Linked DNA regions of Mus musculus: regions 2, 3 and 4 are each linked to region 1. Evidence: chromatin contacts called from public Hi-C, HiChIP or PLAC-seq and promoter capture Hi-C data. All regions are on one chromosome and are shown on one strand. Each heading gives the region's core, a stretch centred on a gene start, on an enhancer-like site or on the middle of the called end of the contact. The rest is flanking DNA. Distances are from core to core; before and after follow the strand shown. Region 1 holds the start of Traip (TRAF-interacting protein). Region 2 has its middle 11 kb from the start of Bsn. Region 3 holds the start of Sema3f (sema domain, immunoglobulin domain (Ig), short basic domain, secreted, (semaphorin) 3F). Region 4 overlaps Bsn (bassoon).

Region 1 (2,711 bases), core at 157-2,656:
TGCTCGGCACTCCATGGTGGTCCTGCCCTTCTCCCTGCATGCCTGTGGGTCTGCTCTGGTATGTGAAGGTTGGTGGGCTAACTGTGTGCCTACTGAACCTGGCAAATAAACGTCACCCTGCAAAGCCTCTGGCCACCCTCTTGCCTTTGCTTCCTCTGTCCTCTTGGGGAGGAGCCTATGGAAGGCAGTGCGGGAGGGACGAGGCTGTGGGACGATCAGTTTTTGGGTAGCGGTTGATGCTTAGTGTGTTGCTTGGAGTGAGAGTGGAGGTCACCTTCTCCAGTGTCTACCTGGATGATGTTGATGGGACTCCTCTGGACGCTAAAAATCCCACGAGAGTGGTGTGTTTCAGCTAAAAACTATCCCGAGCTGAGCGCCGAAGGGCTGACGCTTTTCCGATTCTTGTTGACAAAGAGCCTTTGTCTTAACTTGGACTTAGAGGTGGAATCTACTCAGGGCCAACCACTATAGGAAGTGACCTTGCGCGTGGGCACAGTGGGGAGAGGGTGGGATTGCACAACAGTTCTGTGCTTCTTGATGCCTACTTCCTGTGAATACCTGTGCTTTCCACTTAGACCAAAAAGATTTCATTCTGTCTTCCCCGGCTGGAGCAGACCTACTTTATAAAGTTATGTATGCTTCTTCTGAGGGAGTAATACTGCTAACGATACCGTAAAAATCGCTAAGGAGCCTCGCTTCAACTCAAGATGGCCTTTCTCAGGGAGGACCTTAAATTATCTGATGTGGGAATAATAAAGAGGGTTTGTTATTTCCTGGTCTTTGAAGCATCTGTACCTCCAAAATCACCATCCTACAGTCTCAGGTATGAGGCATTCTGGGAGGAAAGGGCTAAATTACTAGCTCCAGTGTCTACCTAATCTCAAAGGTTATTAGGTCATATTTGAATAAAGCCAGGACTAGTGTAGTGGTTCGAAGGGCTAGGACTTAATGTGTCCACCTTTCCAAGATGATCCATAGTAGAAGGTTTAGAAAGTGGGGAGCCCTCTTTCTGTTTGGGAACTGTGGGCTGCCAGCGTATGGCCTATTACTTTCCATAGCCATGGTACCATCATCCCCTTTTCTTGGCATTCCAGTCTATTTGACTGCCCTGAAGTGCAGCAAGAAGGGGTCTGGTTCACTTCGCACCGGCTCTAGCTTGAGACAATACCCGGCTTAGCAGGGATAGGGGTCAGACTGTAGTTTCACTGTTTTACGCCACAGGGGATCGCAGGGTTTTGCGGTAGAAACAGGGACCCACTCCCAGGAGACCCGAAGGAGCTAAATCCCAGGATTCCGCACGGCTGGCGGGCTGCTTATCACAGCCCTCCAGCGCCCCGCCCCGAAGTTTGTCCAATCAGAGGGAAGCACTCAGGCGTGGGTTTGTTATTCCTTCCGGTTCACTACCGGAAGTCGTGCGGTGGAGCGAAATTTGAAGGAACCGGAGCGGTGGCCGGTTCGGCCACCAAACTGTGTCTGTCGCTGGCAGCTGGTTCCCTGGGCTGCTTGAGTCGAGCCATCATGCCTATCCGCGCTCTGTGCACTATCTGCTCCGACTTCTTCGATCACTCCCGTGACGTGGCTGCCATCCACTGTGGCCACACTTTTCATCTGCAATGGTGAGTGACGGCGGTGTAGGGCCCCGTGCGTGTCCTAGAACCACTTAGACGCTATGGGGGTGTCGGGCCTAGAGACAATCCCTCCTCCGAACTAAGACAAGTGACGACGACATTAGAGGAGCCTCACGGAAGCTTTCCAACCTGGGCCGAAGTGGGCCAGGTGGAAGTGATACCGGTAGCCCACGGTGAAAGAGTGCTTCTTTATTGCGCTAAGAAATGACTTCAAAACTATTAGTTTGAGCGAAGATGAGCTTTTACTGCACTAACGAGCTATTGTATTTTATTTGAGAGTCAAGAGACAGACCAACAGCCGGGCGGTGGTGGCGCAAGCCTTTAATCCCAGCACTTGGGAGGCAGAGGCAGGCGGATTTCTGAGTTCGAGGCCAGCCTGGTCTACAGAGTGAATTCCAGGACAGCCAGGGCTATACAGAGAAACCCTGTCTCGCAAAACAAAACAAAAAAAGAAACAGACCAATTTATGCTGATAGGTTTCTGGCAATCTTTAAGGGTCTGTCGTTTGCTGGAATGCTTTGGATTGTTTCTATCCAGAAACACCTCGTTGATCAGACACTCCAGTACACCTGGCTTAACTTGGAATGGCAAGGAAGTGTGTTCCTGTCGTCGAGGGGTCCTGATGTTCAGTTGTCTTGTGGGTGACGAAAGAGTCCCTTTGCAACTGAGCAGGCTGATCCAAAGCTCCCAACCAAAGAGAAAATAAGGTAGAAGAGAGGTCTCCTTTGGGAGACTGGGAGGTTTTTGAGGGGCAATAGGGCCCACAAAGCAGGAAGTGGTGTGAACACTTCTGGGTGTCTCCCATTTGCAAAGCTTTGTTTAAAACCGACCTTAGAGTCTGTTGTGTTGCATATCCCAGTACAGGCTGGGGAGGAGGGACAGTGTGGAGACTGAATGATTGGGAGTTTTAAGGTTAGTCTCAGCTACATAAGTAAGGCAAAAGTCAGCCTGAATTTTCCCAGACCTTGTGTCAAAAAGACAAACAAACAAAACCACATAATACAGTGTTGTGTGGCCTGAGCTCCATTCCTAAGGAGCCATTGTGTAGTTAGGTTAGAAGTAACCCCGCCACTAAAGCTACTT
Region 2 (2,711 bases), core at 133-2,632, 250 kb after region 1:
ATGGCCAGTTCCTGCCCATCTCAACCCTGGGCTCCCTGAGGATGAATGCATCTGAAACAAAGCTAGTTTCCTCTCAGAGACTCCCTCAGAGGTCCACCCACCTCTGACACTAACTGGACCAGCTCTTTGCTCCACCTCTCTTTCCCAAGACCTTCTTTAGAAGACGTTCTAAGACTTACAGTGGTTCTCAACCTCCCCATAGCTGAGACCCTTTGATACAGTTCCTCATGTTGTGGTAACCCCCCAACCATAAAATTATTTTCGCTGCTACTTCATTACTGTAATTTTGCCACTGTTGTAAAGTGTAATGTAAATATCTGTGATTTCTAATGTCTTAGGCAACCTCTGTGAAAAGGCCATTTGACCCCAAAGGATCAACCCCCAAGTGTGCTCTCAACCTTAGACTGTTAACCGTAGGTTCCCTTAGTATCTAAGGGAAGTGGGGCATGATCCTGGAGCACTAAGTTCAAGTCACTGTGTAGGAAGGCTGACTTATCCTCAGCTTGCCCCATTGTGGTAGGCTCCAAACTTATCTGTCCCTATATCCTGAGACTAAGCTACCCTGTAGACAGAGAACAACAGCGTTCTTGGCCAGCTAGCGATCACCTGCTCTCCCAGTGTGTGCCGGGAGCTGGACAGTCTGAGGAAAGGCATTCTCTGGCGTTTCAGGGCACTCAGGCCCCAGGTCCACAAGAGAATGAGCCACCAATTCTCCATCCCCATTCGTTTCTCGGGTCATGTTCTTTGCCCAGGAGTACAGACTAAAACGACTCCAACAACCAGATGTGCCTAACTGCTAGTCTAGACGCTCCCAAATCCCGAAGTACCCTATCAGGCTATCCCCTGCCTCGGATGCTCTCAGGATCGAAGAAGGAGAGACTACAAATCCAACAAACCCAAATTGTGGAAATTAGACTCCATGGAGCACAGGTCTTAAAGTAAGAGAGAACTTTGTGCTGGCAAAGGATGAGGGTCTCCCCAACCCACGTTTATTTGTTTAGTAATCTGAATCAGAAACCAACTTTCAAGAGTTCTCTTTCCAACATATGGATCACGAGATCAAATTCAGGCAACCGCCCTTACACTAAGCCATCTTGCTAGGACGAGTAGTTAGAATCCTAAGGACTATATAATACACCAGAATTCAAACTTTGCAGGCAGAATTCAAACCCCAGAGCAGAAGCCAGCGCAAAGCCAGGGCCTCAACGTCACCCATTCCCCTGCAGGCTTCCTTTTAGGAGAGAGAATGTATTATGTGAATGACAGCCTCGGATTACCAGACACATTCTCAGAACCCAGCAGGGTAGTGAAGCCTGAGCGCCACTAGAGGACCGCTCCGCCCGCCTCTCTGCTTCAGTCCTGCCCACATCCGGGTGGCCCCTCCCTTCCCAGCTATGCTGGCGCAATTTAGCCCCTCCCTCCCTAAGTCATTCCAGCACACAGCCCGACTTTCTGATGCCTGCGGCATTCTTGTTCCCACCCACAACCCACCTCTTCAAGCCCCGCCCACTGCTGGCCTCTTAGTCCTATAGCGCTATCTCCTGGTAGTCGGGAGACATTGTTCTCCTTTGGGGCTAGTCAGCTGGGGCTTCCTTGGCGTGCTTGTGGAGCCACTATCAAATTGAGACCTAATCCTTGCTCTGGTCCTGAACCTGCCTAGAGATCTGGGCTTCACAGAACCCCCAAGAGACGTGGTCTCAGATGAAATTCGAGTCATCTTCAGCAAAGTAGGTGTCAACTGTTGCTCCTACCACTGGAATTCCCAGCAGATGGGCACCCCTCCTTTAAACTACTGTCTCCTCTGCATCTTCTAGAGTCCTCATAAAGAAGTGGTAAATCCATCCCTCATTAGGAGGTTTATTTAAAATGTTGGTCTTTATTGGGAAGAGAGGCTCCTTGGTCTTGCAAACTTTATATGCCCCAGTACAGGGGAACACCAGGGCCAAGAAGTGGGAGTGGGTGGGTGGGTGGGGGGAGTATGGGGGACTTTCAGGATAGCATTTGAAATGTAAATGAAGAAAATACCTAATAAAAATTGGAAAAAAAAACACCTTGATCTTCTACAATACAAACAAAATAATAGTGTTGGGGTCACACCTAGGAATGGAACTTGCCTTACGCTAGTTTGGAAAAATGTGGCCAACTTCTCTGCCTTAGCCATCGTGCATCAAAGACAGTAATTTATAGAAAGTGAGTAAAATAAATAACTTTTCTTTCTTTTTTTCTTATTTTCAAGATAGGACCTCACTGTGTAATCCTAGCTGACCTGGAACTCAAAGAGATCTACCTTCCTCCCAAAATGCTGGGGTTAACAGCAAGTGCTACCACACCGATTATCTTTTCCCTTTCATTTTCCTTTTCACTTTTAAAGATCTGTTTTTATTTATGTGTAAGTGTATCTATGTTAAATGTATGTCCTGGGTGTGGGTCCCCACAAAGACCAGAAGAGGGCATCCAGGAGGCTGAGACACCAGATGTGGGTGTTAGCCACTGAACTTGGGTCCTCAGGACTAACAAATAGCAAGTGCTCTGAACTGGAGAGCATTTCATCTCTCCTGCTCCCCACCTCCTCTTTTTGGGGGGCGGGGATGGTTTTGAGACAGGATTTCTCTGTATAGCCCTGGCTGTCCTGGAACTCACTTTGTAGACCAGGCTGGCCTTGAACTCAGAAATCCGCCTGCCTCTGCCTCCCAAGTGTTAGGATTAAAGGT
Region 3 (2,711 bases), core at 54-2,553, 240 kb before region 1:
ATGCACCTATTTCAAGAATGAGGAGTTATAGGTCCGGCTGGGACCCCAGCCTTAGTTCCAAAGGACTCTTCATCTTGACACTTTCCTTACCTCACCTGCTCTAGACAACCCGCCACCCCCCATGGTCCCTTGCCCACTTCACCACTAGGGTCCGTGGTTCAAACTGGGGCTTGACCCCAGGCTCTTCCAACTTAACAACACCTCACTTACACCGAGACCCCTGAACCGGAGAAGGACCGAGAGGCAGCTGGGGGCCAGGAGATCGGCAAATGGCTGAAAGAAAAGCCCATTTGGAAACAGATCCCCTTGTCTTGCGGTTCCGGGCGACCCTCCACGTGGGGGCTTCCAATTTAGACCTTCCCCTGGGGCTGACCTGGTCTTCAGATTAGAGACACTGTGGCAGTGCAAACGCGCCGTTTGGGAAAGAGTGCAGGCGTCAGCAGAGGACTAAAACAGAAGGATCCGAACTCCCACTCAACGAGGGTAAGGGTACCCACCCAAAACCTTGCGGGGGTGGAAAAAGTTAATTCACACACCAGTGATCCCGCAGGCCACATCACCTAGTCACACACACATCTTTACAGCGCCCGGGAACCGGGGAGGTTCAGGACGCCGGGACAGGTATGAAGCACATCCTAGTTCTGTCGCCTGGTACCCGCAGACAGTGTGCCACGGTTCGCCAGACCTCGCGCACTTCTAAGGAGTTGCAGTGCCGCGGATCCTAGTGGGGTCGGGAGGTCGTGTTCTCTCCGTACTCACCTCGTCCACGGCGGCGGGGCCTGGGCGCCCGGGCAGCGGTGGCCGCCGCAGCAGCGGAGAGGTTCGCGTCCGGCCGGTCCGCTTTAGCTGCCCCCCCCCCGGGCCACGGCCCTGTCCGCGCCCTCTTGTCTCTTAGCCTGAGCCGGGATCCGCACCGCGGACTCGGCTTCACTGGGTCCCCTGGCTTCGTGCACGTCAGCAGCCGAGGCCCCGGGCCCTAGCCCGGGCCATGGAAAGGCTCAGGGGCGCTCGGGGCCGCCTCCCCCGGGGCGGGCTGCGGGCGCCCCCTGGCCTGCGCGCCGAGGGCGCATTCCCCGGTGCGGGGCGCGGGCGGTGGCGCGCGCTAGGCTACAGAGCGCTGCGCTGGGCTCGGCCGGGTGGCGCTGCGCTTGCCTGGCTGTCTGACTAGGGCCCGGAGACCGAGCGGGGCTGCGCGGGTCCTCGAAGCGTACCCTGGCTCTACGCTGCGCTCGGGGCTCCCTGGACCGCTGCGGTTTGTTCCCTAGCTGCTCAGGTCTCGAGGCCGCTGGCGGGACGGGACGCTCGGAGCCGCGCGCGGAGCGCAGGCAATTGGCCGCCCGTGGGCGACATTTGCATAGCACGGCCCCGCCCCGCCGGGCCCGCCCGGCCCCACCTCCGGGGCGGGACCCTCCCGGCCACCGCCCCGCCCCCGCTCCACCTGTCCGCGGGCAGGGCTCAGGGTTCCCAGGCGGTGGGCAACCCGCGCCAGGGGAGACTGCTCTGCACCCTGCACCCCCGCCCTGGCATCGCGGGCGGCGCCCCCGCCCCGCCCTGGCTTTGTCTCTCCGTGGATACACGGCGCACATCGCGCCTGGTGTTTACCCGGGCATTCAACTCCCTGGTGAGAAGGGCTGGAGCGCAGGGGAGCAACCAGCTAGCACTCACCTGCGCGCCCCCTTCCGCGTTCCTCCTTCCTACTTGCTGCCAGCCACGGCCCAGCGGCGAAGGACCTGGGATGGCCCAGGCCTCTCAGCAGGTGGCGGTGCAGCCCTTGGGACGGTTGGCACTTCTGGACCTTCCGACAGATGGCTACCTCCAGAGTAGGTCAAGTGGGTGCAGCCCAGCCACTAGCTCTGTCCAGCTAGCCAAATGCTCCAAGTGATCACCTCAAACACCAGTAAGTCTCATTTCAAGCCAGCGGTCCTCACAGACTTTCCCTTTACAGTGCCATATTCCAGAGAACCCAGATGACAGGAGGACGACTCAAGGCATACCCCCCACCCCTCTGCTATGAAAAGGGCACTTGCTTTCAAATCTCAACAATTGAGCAAGAGCCTCCCCTGACCCCAGGAAGGGTCCCTCTGAGCAGCCCATCCCCCAAGGTCATGGCCTCATCAGCCAGAACCACTTCTCAGCCCTTCCCCATACACTCTTGCTGTGGTCCCAGGAGGCTTTGGCCCTCTTTGTCCTCTGCTTCCTCCCTGTCCTCCATCTCCTATTCCCTCCTCTTCTCTCCCTTCTCTTCTGTCTTCCTCCTTTCTTTCTCTCTGCCTTCTGCTCTCTCCCCACTCAGTCCTCCATTTGTCTTCTTCCTCCCCTTCCTACCCCTCTTTCCTCCTGTCTTCCTTTTCCATTTCTCTTTTCTTCTTCCTCCATCCTCTCCTTTTCCTGGCTACAACTCCCAGAAGAGCCACTCTTCCTCTGACCCACTGGCTGGCTGACTGTGTGCATTAGGTGGGTATCAGAGGGCTGCTGGGATACTACTGAGGGTCACCTGACTCACAAGTGGGGTACTTCCTATGCTTCCAAGAGGGCCTGGCTGTTTAAGGTGAGGAAATGTCTACCTGCTGTAGTGAGGGACAGCACCGATCTGATCTTCTCCCTAATGTCATACTTCACTCAAAACATTAACAAAGCCGGGCGGTGGTGGCGCACACCTTTAATCCCAGCACTTGGGAGGCAGAGGCAGGTGGATTTCTGAGTTCGAGGCC
Region 4 (2,711 bases), core at 137-2,636, 170 kb after region 1:
GAACTCACTCTGTAGACCACGCTGTCCTCAAACTCAGAAATACACCTGCCTCTACCTCCCAAGTGCTAGGCTTAAAAGTGTGCACCGCCACTGCCCCGCATCACTATTTATCATTATTATTAGCCACCACTCTTAAAAATCACTCAGTTTCAGGACCAGGGCTAAAGGCTGAAGACAGGGTCATGATGGCGATGACACACAGGGACCAGCACTGCTATAGTCTGAATGTGAACTGTTCCTACAAAACAAAGGCCTGTGTGTCTGAATACTTGGTCCGAAGCTGCTAGTGCTGCTTGGGAGGTGGTGGAACCTTTGGACATAGATTCTAAGGAGCTGTAATGGGTTGCTAAGGGAAGGTCTTTGAAGGTGATACCTACTTCTGGTTCCGGATCAAATTCTCTGCTTCCTGATCTGGTAAGATGTGAATGAGCTGTGCCCTAAGCCTCCATTGCCACAATCAGTGCCACCTCGGCTACCATGGTCCCCTCTAAAGTGGCAGTCAAAACAAACCTCGCCTCCTTTAAGTTCCTTCTATCTGCAATTTGGTCACTGCAATGAGAAGTGACTGATAGAAGCCCTTCCTGGAACCCACAGCCCTAAACAAGCCATGATAAATATGTCAAAGGAATCAGCAGGAAGTCCTAAGACTGCTAGAAACCAATTCTTCAAATCCCAGCTGACTGCACATGGCTGGGACTTGGACATCTCTGGTCCCTGAGTCAGGGGTTCTAGACCCACAGTAGGTCTAGCTGGACAGGAATATGTTGCTTTGGCTACATGAGGTAATGGGAATGAGGGTAACAGCCTAGCCCAGCCCAGAACAGCACCCTACTAACTGCTCAGTGCACACTTGCCCTTGTCACAGTGCCTAGACATGGGCTCCTCCCAGGAGCAGTACCATGAGAAAGACCATTATGTCTTGAGAAAGAGCCAAGGCATAGGAAAAAATGGTGTCCTGTTACTTTTGCTGCCTCAGACACACCTCTGAACCACCTCTGGTCTGTTGAACCCACTCCAGAAGCAGCAATCTAAAAGACAGTGAGGGTACCCTGGAAGGGCAGCATGGACAAAGGCAGAGCCCGTGTCCGGGGCTAGCCCCTGCAGAGGCCTGCTTATCTGTACCCACAAGTAAGGCCTTTAGTAGGCATGCTGCCAGTGGTCACAGGCTGGCTGGGACTTTGCTCCTTCACAGGTATATTCATGGAGGCAGCCGGGTTTCAGGAAAGCTTCCTGGTGGCTCTCTTGCTCCTGGCTCTGCTTTGTAAGCAGTGAGAAAGGGCGGGCGGGGGGGGGGGGGTGCGGGGAGAAGGCGGTGTGTGAAGGAAGAGCTAAAAATAAGCACTTGACCCGCCTGCTGGAGGCCCTTCACAGCCCACTGGGAGCAGGAGCAGTGTACAAGCACGGAGGCTGGGAGGAGCTGGGCAGAGGACTGGCCAAAGCCTCCTCCTGGGTATGGGTGAAAGGCAGGCCATGTGCAACGCCCACACCTAGGAGTCTGAGCACAGCTGTTGAGGTATCAACTCATTCATTCAATCTACCTCCATCTCAGCCCCACCCCAATGTGCCCCCACCTCCACCCCTGATCCTTCCGTTTCTGGATCGTCCACCCATTCATTCTCTCCCTTGAGTCTTATCTCCTTACTTCATTCATTCACCCACTCAGAATATGACTGTCTCCCTTGCTAAGCCCTGCCCAGCCCCAGCAGAGGGAGGTTGGCTGGCTGGCTGTCCTTTTTGCTTGGCTCTTTGGTGAGCAGCCAGAGAATGGACAACGGGGAGACTGATGACCACCTCTGCCTTGTTAGTCCTTTTGGGGACAGGAAGATACAGATCTCCCAAGAACAATCATCAGCTCCAGTTGGGAGATGTAAAGGCGTGTACCGAGGAGCTCAGTGGTTCAAGGCGGCATTTCTGCACAAGTGTCCGAGCACAGCATCACACCCGGTTCTCATGGAAACCAAAGATGATCATTAGAGCTTCCAATCCACACACAAGGGGAAGGAAGTAAAGTGTGTGTGGGGGGTGAAGTATGGGGAAACCCCAAAGCATGTGAGAACTGTGGTCTCTGAGTCACCGGCCAGTGAGGACTGGGAGACTGTGTGGGGTTGTGTGGGATGCTGGGCATCCTGACACTGTCTAAAGGAGGCCACAGGCCTGTTCTCTGAGTTTGTGGAGCTGCCTGTGTGCCAGCTCTTGTGGCCCATCCTGATCTACACCTCATGGCCAGCTACCTGGCTTTCCACGCCGCTGGACCACAGGGCAGCTCAGTACAGTGGCTCAGGCCTATAATTTTGAGAGGCTGACCCAAGAGAGTTGCCATGAGTTTGAGGCCAGCCTTGGCTAAAAAGAGAGATTCTGTCTCACAGAACCAAATACCTCCCTCAAAATAAATAAACAAACAAACAAACAAACACCCACAAAAGAAACCCAAAAGGTAAAGACTCAGACACTGGGCCACAGGCACGGCCAGTCTCAGCGCTGCTGGACTTTTACGATTGTGTAATGTCCATTCCACCCCATGGCCCTGGGTATACCCAAGCTCCTCCTTTCTGCCTCCTAGAAGGAAGCCTTACCCAGTGTGTGCAGTGTGCTCCCTGGAAGCTGAGATGTGCCCCTCTCATGCCCTAGCCCCAAGCATGTTCATTCCCCATGCAGTTCTCCTCCGGGATCCCCGAGCCTATCCTGGCCACAGTGTTTACGGTGAGGAGTCC

What was found. Promoter capture Hi-C pulls out the DNA fragments that hold promoters and counts their contacts. Hi-C and Micro-C count contacts between places; a contact is called where the count stands out from the background. HiChIP or PLAC-seq counts read pairs in DNA pulled down with a chosen protein or histone mark.
Region 2: a Hi-C map of CD8 T cells shows a contact between it and region 1, with 2.2 times the contacts expected there. The contact joins the enhancer-like site here to the promoter of Traip in region 1. A contact is called at or near these places in 2 of 39 promoter capture datasets (both in liver), 1 of 15 datasets of contacts at CTCF or cohesin (the NIH/3T3 cell line), 7 of 484 Hi-C or Micro-C datasets (CD8 T cells, LSK cells, embryonic stem cells and 3 more), 4 of 115 datasets of contacts at active chromatin or transcription factors (bone marrow-derived macrophages, effector CD8 T cells and embryonic stem cells) and 1 of 9 other capture datasets (adipose tissue).
Region 3: a contact with region 1 is called in a promoter capture Hi-C map of neural stem cells. The contact joins the promoter of Sema3f here to the promoter of Traip in region 1. A contact is called at or near these places in 2 of 39 promoter capture datasets (liver and neural stem cells) and 2 of 9 other capture datasets (adipose tissue and liver).
Region 4: a contact with region 1 is called in a FOXA1 HiChIP or PLAC-seq map of pancreatic cancer cells. The contact joins the enhancer-like site here to the promoter of Traip in region 1. A contact is called at or near these places in 1 of 115 datasets of contacts at active chromatin or transcription factors (pancreatic cancer cells) and 3 of 9 other capture datasets (adipose tissue, liver and pancreatic islet).

Annotation. Positions count from the first base shown.
Region 1 is chr9:107,949,557-107,952,267 of GRCm38.p6, forward strand. Traip (TRAF-interacting protein) reads left to right here and starts at 1,407. Exons shown (of 15, transcript NM_011634.3): 1 at 1,407-1,616. The coding sequence starts at 1,519. It overlaps Camkv (CaM kinase-like vesicle-associated), which reads left to right. Exons shown (of 11, transcript NM_145621.2): 11 at 1-135.
Region 2 is chr9:108,199,904-108,202,614 of GRCm38.p6, forward strand. No RefSeq gene overlaps it. Among named protein-coding and RNA genes, the nearest start is that of Bsn, 11 kb to the left of the region's middle. Within about 2 kb of position 1,383, at least 165 of the 459 cell types and tissues checked have an H3K27ac peak or open chromatin away from gene starts, as enhancers often do. A contact at or near this core is called in CD8 T cells, bone marrow-derived macrophages and regulatory T cells, where this site is marked.
Region 3 is chr9:107,708,659-107,711,369 of GRCm38.p6, forward strand. Sema3f (sema domain, immunoglobulin domain (Ig), short basic domain, secreted, (semaphorin) 3F) reads right to left here and starts at 1,304. Exons shown (of 18, transcript NM_001379496.1): 1 at 760-1,304.
Region 4 is chr9:108,118,820-108,121,530 of GRCm38.p6, forward strand. All of the region lies in intron 3 of Bsn (bassoon), which reads right to left. Among named protein-coding and RNA genes, the nearest start is that of 4930447F24Rik, 14 kb to the right of the region's middle. Within about 2 kb of position 1,387, at least 143 of the 459 cell types and tissues checked have an H3K27ac peak or open chromatin away from gene starts, as enhancers often do. A contact at or near this core is called in pancreatic cancer cells and pancreatic islet, where this site is marked.